Linked DNA regions of Capra hircus: region 1 is linked to region 2. The links are chromatin contacts, called in public Hi-C maps. All regions are on one chromosome and are shown on one strand. Each heading gives the region's core, a stretch centred on a gene start, on an enhancer-like site or on the middle of the called end of the contact. The rest is flanking DNA. Distances are from core to core; before and after follow the strand shown. Region 1 has its middle 74 kb from the start of FAM65B. Region 2 overlaps FAM65B (protein FAM65B).

What was found. Hi-C and Micro-C count contacts between places; a contact is called where the count stands out from the background.
Region 1: a contact with region 2 is called in a Hi-C map of liver, with 2.2 times the contacts expected there. The contact joins two enhancer-like sites. A contact is called at or near these places in 3 of 5 Hi-C or Micro-C datasets (blood and liver).

What each region holds. Positions count from the first base shown.
Region 1 is chr23:17,154,289-17,157,496 of ARS1.2, forward strand. No RefSeq gene overlaps it. Among named protein-coding and RNA genes, the nearest start is that of FAM65B, 74 kb to the left of the region's middle. Within about 2 kb of position 1,408, at least 1 of the 5 cell types and tissues checked has an H3K27ac peak or open chromatin away from gene starts, as enhancers often do.
Region 2 is chr23:17,008,008-17,011,359 of ARS1.2, forward strand. FAM65B (protein FAM65B) reads right to left here. Exons shown (of 22, transcript XM_005696773.3): 8 at 1-47. Among named protein-coding and RNA genes, the nearest start is that of C23H6orf229, 40 kb to the left of the region's middle. Within about 2 kb of position 1,479, at least 1 of the 5 cell types and tissues checked has an H3K27ac peak or open chromatin away from gene starts, as enhancers often do.

The DNA.
Region 1 (3,208 bases), core at 158-2,657, 150 kb after region 2:
TATCCTTATAAAAGAGACCCCAGCGAGACCCTTATCCCTTTTTCCATTTGAGAACCCAAGAGGACACACTACCTATGAATCAGGAAGTGGCCTAAACCAGTGCTGAATCTGCCAGCATCCTGACTGTGAGAAATGAATTTCTGTCCAGGAAGATCCCCTGGAGAAGGAAATGGCAGCCCACTCCAGTGTTCTTGCCTGGAGAATCCCATGGACAGAAGAGCCTGGTGGGCTACAGTCCATAGGGCCGCACAGGGTTGAACACGACTAAAGTGACTTAGCACACACATAAACCACCCAGTCTACAGCATTTTGTCATAGCAGCCTGAACTAAGACACTTATTAAACTATTTCAGATGATAAAAGCAACAGAACTTCAGAAAGTGAACAAAAGGAAACTTCATAATTACATGCCCAACACAAAACTGCTTTACATGTTGTATCTCCCCGTCCAGACCTTTAAAATTTTGAATCTTTACTTTAAAACATTTCTATTAAGCAAACACAAGAGCCAATTATAGAAACCATCACAAAAAATTATAAAAGGAAAACAATTAGAATAATCTCTAATCCTTCTCCCCAGAGAGGAATTCTGTTAATATGTATAAACGCAGTTCTCTCTTCTTACATTAATGTATATTTTTAAATGGCTTATTTTTCAATGCTCTTATGACTCTGTTCTACCTTTATTCATTTGTTCATTCATTCAATAAACATTTATTAAGCACCTACTATGTATCTGTCAGTACTTTATGGGGTAAAAATGAACTATGACGGTGCCATAGCCCCTCATGGTTCTCATGAGGTTTATAGCCTAAAGAAGATAGATCTGAAAAAAATTACTAGTTTCTCTTTGAGGGCAAAATCATTGTCTATTGGCCTTAAAGCTTCATCTCCCTTTCAAACCTCTCTCCCTGTCTTGCCCCCACAAATGCCAATCTCCTTCTACTGTTGAGCATTCATAAGCCTGCACCACAGTTCAAGCGAGAGTGCCCTGGAACTCTCCATTCCTGCTTGTACATTTCACCCCCATGTCCTCCAAGGGCAGATGAGTCATTGAGTGTGGAGACAGTTCTATAGAGCACAGACTGTATCACCAACTGGTCTTGCAAAAGCTTCTGATAATACTTACAAAGCTCTGAGAGTTCTGAGAATTCTACTGACAGAAGAAGAGGGGTTTGGAAGAGGAAGTCAGATAGAACAGGTGGTCACAGCACAGCTATCTAAGCTGGGCTAAGAAAGAGGAAGCGTTCTCCTTTTTTGGCTTCCAGACAGCACTCTCCTTTGGGGAAAAACAAACAAATTTTGTGGTGGTTGAAAGCCTAGAGGAACCAGAAGCCATATGCTGTGTGGTGCTGCTGCCCAGGCCCCGCGGCCCTGGAATGGGATGTCGCGTGAGTCTCCACGCCAGGTTCCGAGTGAGCCTCTTGCTCAACCAGACGCTGGGTGGGGTTCTTGGAGCCAAGGTCCAGGGGCAATTATTAGATTAGCTTCACACAAGTTGCTACTGTGATTTGCCTGTGGACGGTTTTTAAAAAAATGTCTTCCTAATACTGCTTGGGAAAATGGCCAGTATCCCGATCTTCTCAATAAGATGAAGAAAAAACTATCAAATGCATGATGAGGGTGTTCTGTGTTTGCATGGTCAGCTGGACCTTATATGGCCCACCTAGCAGCAGCAGCAGCAGCAGCAGCAGTCATGGTCTGTACCCCAGAGGACTTCATTTTCTTCATAAGGGTTGACTTTCCCTTTCTGAAGAAGGACTAAGCCCAGAGGACCTTCTGATCTATTTTCGCATCCTCAGCACTGACGTGGTTTCTTTTCAATACAAACCGTGACTCGTGCTTATTCACTACCTGTCCCACCCTTGGAAGTCCTTCTCTTCTCTTGGCTGAGTCCTGCCACTCCTACCTACTGCCCCCTTTCCCTGCCACACTATGGCCCCCCCACCACCTGCTTTCAGACCCACCACTCCGTTATGTGCTACTGGGTCTCCCTGCCTTCATCTCCCTGCCTTCCAGTCCCCCTTCACCACTGTGGCCTCTGCCATTCTCCATGACTCTTGATGACACTGTCGCAGTTGCTCAGAACTCCCAGGCCTGTCTGCTTCTCTCTGAAAGTCCTAACCATCCATTGAAGGCCCCCTGGAAATGTCAGTCTCTCTGTGAAGCCTTGGCCCATCTTCCCAAGCAGAAGTGACCCTCCCTCTCTTCCCCTTTCAGGTCCCACCAGGACTTTATTCATTCCCAGTGCAGGGCACTGTGCCTGCTGTTGGCGTACCAGGTAGGTAAGACATGGCCTTTGTCCTGAGAACCTTCTGGATGCTCTGTCTACTTACGTGCAGATAAGCAGAGAGGTACAATGATAATGGCCAGGCATAAGCCCTCGACCATGACCTGACTGTGTTACCCTTCATAATACACAATTACAAGATAACACACATCTCTACTATCTGGTGAGTTGCTAGTCTGGTAAATCCCCAGTGGCAAAGATTAGGTTTTAGTTTCCTTCATCTTCTCTAGAACAAGGTCCTCTAGGATACATAGCCCACATTCCATGAGGGTCAGTTTAATGAAATTAAAAGACAAAAATTCTGATTTGTATAGCGATTTATAGGCATCGAGGCACTTTTCACAAGCTTGTGTAATTGACTCCTCCAGGACAGTGGTCCCTATTGTGGCTGCTTCCAAAAAATGTTCTTCCCCAGGCTCCACTCCCAGAGACATTGATGTAATTACTTGGTGTGGGCCCAGGCACTGACATTTGAAAACAACAATCTTCTGGTGATTCTACCAGGCAGCTAAGAGGGAGAAGCTCTGCTTTCCAAGTGGAGCAGGTACTATCTCCTCTTGGTTTGTGGGGAAGTGGAAGTGGAGAGAGGTTAAATAATTTGCTTGAGCTCATGTAGCTTGTTAAGGATGGAATCAGGACACTGATTCAGGATGGCCTCCCCCCAGGGAAAGCAACACAAATAGTGAAAACAGCTCTCTGATTAATATGCTGGGGCTTAGTGTAGAAAGCTGAGTGTGTGCTGGCTTCCTGGGGGAAGACAGGTCAACAGCAGCAGGGACCCCAAGGGCAAGTGCAGGTTACTAGGGTCAATGTCGAAGGCAAGAAAGACCTGCTTTCTTGTAGCAGGTCAGACAAAATGCCGCATTCTTTACCATGTGCCTCTTTGCCTATCAATCTTTATCTTGATTAATGGTTTCC
Region 2 (3,352 bases), core at 229-2,728:
AACTCCCCCAGCTGCTTCTCCAGCTCCGCTTCAATGGCGCACATGTTCTAGAAAGAGCACAGGGGACCAGTGTTAGAACGAAGCTTCTCTCAAAGCACACCATGTTCTCATAACCACTGCTCAAACCAGAGGCATTTACCTGTTTGTGATGAGTTACACGACCCTGCTCATGGAGCAACCTTGACAAAATGTTTTATCTAAGCCTATATGAGCCTTCTAGTGTGTGGGAAATTTAGAGCACAGGAGACCAAATTAACTTATAAACAGTCAGATAGATCTGGAATGTGGGAGATTCTAAAAGAACTGGCCTGGATTATATAAAAAGACAGTAGTACTACTGGATAGAAATTCTAGTTAAAAGCGATTAAAGAGACATAACAACCAAATGTAATGTGTTAACTCTGATTCCATCCTGATTTGAAAGTAAATAAAGTAAAAGAGTTATGAAAGACATTATTGGACCAAATAAGAGAAATCTGAAAATGTACAGGATGTTAGATCATTCTATTCAATGACTGGTAATTAATTTTCTTTGCTGTGATAATGGTGTGTGGTTATGCAAAGAATACATGTGTTACGTAGGTTCTCATTAAAGCATCCGTGCTAAAATATTTATGGGGTGAAATGTCACATTATTTACCACTTACTATCGAATGACTTAGTAAAAAGGGAAAAAACTGAGTATATGCAGGAGAAGGAAAGCAAATATGGCAAAATGTTCGCAACTGGTAAGTCTAAATAAAGTAATATGATGGTCGACATTCTAGTCTTTTCTGTAGGTTTGAAACTTTTCTTTACAATAATTTGGAGTCAAAAGAGCTAAGAAGTTCAACTATACTCCAAGCGAGTGAGGCAGGATTCCTGCTGCCGTGCCAGGAGGCCCCCAAAATGACTCTTGGACAAACGTCCTCTCCTCGTCTAATGTTGAAGGAACAGTGGAAGCAAAGGAGCGTCACCATCTCTGCCTGTGGTTAGATGTCTAACCACCCAGCCTACTTCCTCAGTGTCTGAGGACCTAAACAACAGAGCAGCTACAGTTAGAAATCAAGAGGAAAAAGCGCTGTGGCTGGGGGCTGCCCCCATGGAGGCCCTCCTGCAGGGGCCAGTTTAAGCTTTGGGTGGTAGCTCAGCTGGTAAAGAATCCACCTGCAATGCAAGAGACCCTGGTTCGATTCCTGGGTTGGGAAGATCTGCTGGAGAAGGGATAGGCGACCCACTCCAGTATTCTTGGGCTTCCCTAGTGACTCAGACGGTAAAGAATCTGCCTGCGGTGCAGGAGACCTGGCTTGGGAAGATCCCTGGGAGAACAGCATGGCAACTCACTCCAGTATTCTTGCCTGGAGAATCCCATGGACAGAGGAGCCTGGGGGGCTACAGTCCATGGGGTCACAAAGAGTCAGACATGACTGAGCGACTAAGCACAGCACACAGCTGTCACCTCTGGTGTTTGAAGAAGGCCCTGTGCCAGCCTCCTGAGCACGCTTTTGCCGCCCCCTGCCCCACACAGACACCCAGGGGCAGTATCTGCAGGCTCTTCCCCCATCACATTTTGGGGGCTCGGGCCTGTGGCTTGGGCAGATCAGTGAGCATGGACAAGGGCTGCTTCCATATGCTATCCTTTTTTAAAACTTTTTATTTTGTATTGGGGTACAGCCAATTAACAATGTTGTGAGAGTTTCAGGTGGTGAGTGAAGGGATTCAGCCATACATACACATGTATTCATTCTTCCCTAAACTCCCCTCCCATCCTGGCTGAGGGGTTGCTTCCATTTGGATTTTGTTTGCAGAGGGCTTCAGGATTAACTTGCAAGCTAGGGGTTCTGACTCTTAAATGTCAGTACCTCAAATAGCTCAGAAAGTTGGGGAAAACTTCCTGAGGTTGAACTCTGTGCAGCTGGAAAGTTTTGAAAACAAAGTCTCAGTTTTGTAAACCAATTTTCTTCCTCTGAGCACTGGGTGTCTCTGGGAAGGAATGCATTACTGTTTCTAGAAATCTATCAACAATGTTATCCTACATGTCAGGACTGTGACCAGTCTTTAGGAAACTTGGTGGGGGCAGAGGACAGCTAGTTTAACAGCTGAGGACACCCACAGTCAGAATTGTCTTCTGTCTCCCCCAGGCAGCTGCTGCCATTGCAAAAGTTTCCCAGAACCATCAATTCCTAAACCCTCTTTGTGATAATATCCCTGTTTTTTTGTGGTTATGTGAAGACACAAATCCACCTGATGTCAAGTGAGGTAAGAAGCTACCGATGTCCTGGCCTTCCTTCTCCTCTCGCTGAAATTACAAAACAACCTTGAATTTGTGAGCAAATATGATGTCGTGTCTTGGCACCTGACCAGGGGTGGTTATTTCTTTTTTTTTTTTCTTAAAGCTTTTTATTTTATATTGGGGTATACCCAACTAACAATAATGGTGATAGTTTCAGGTAGACAGCAAAGGGATTCAGCCATACACATATAAGTATCCATTCTCCCCCGAACTCCCTTCCCATCCAGGCTGTCACCTAACACTGAGCAGGGTTCCACGGGTGGGTTTTTCTGCAACACCCTACAAAAGTTTTGAGACAGGCACAGGCCGCTGCTCTGTCTTCAGCGTGTGTACTGAAAATGGCCACTCTCACTGGCAACTGCTCTTCTGACTTCAGAGATGTGTGGAAATGAGGTCTCCTGAACTAGGGCTGCTTCTAAGCCAGAGATTCTTAGCTGTGCTCCATCAACTTGGATGAGGGAAAAAAGGAAAAGTCATGTTGCTATTTCCACTAACCTCTAACTGAAATCTAGTATGTCTGTATATCATGAATGGAGAAAACAAGCCACAGCCATACGACTGGGACCTGGTAAAAGTCTACGTTTATGTTACATCAACTGTTGCAGGCATCCTGAGAAATCATTTCAATACTTTGAAATCTCAGTAGTTATTGGAGCCGTTGCTAAATCTTATAGTTAGATGTGTTCGTAAAGCAGCAGTCTTGTACTGTACCACACATTTGGTTTCAAAAATATTTTGATCACTGTGCTGACAATACTGAATTAACTATATTTCAATATCATTTGTTTCCTTTGAATTACTATGGGCTTTATTTCATGCATTCAAAAAGCATTCTCCCAAAAGGGGAACTTAGGTGAAGAAGCCCTGCTTTAAGCCCTGAAAAAAGACAAAGTTGGTTCAGACAAGAGGCAGGGCTGGAGGGTTACACAGGAAATGACCCTGCGGCAAGTCATCTAAGACGTCCCTCCTGTCCCAGGGCTGAGACAGATGCTCAGACCTGGGAACTGTCCAGTAGACCCTCATCAGGCTGATGACTTCATTCATGACATTGGATCTCTGAACAAAGACACATGGGACAGT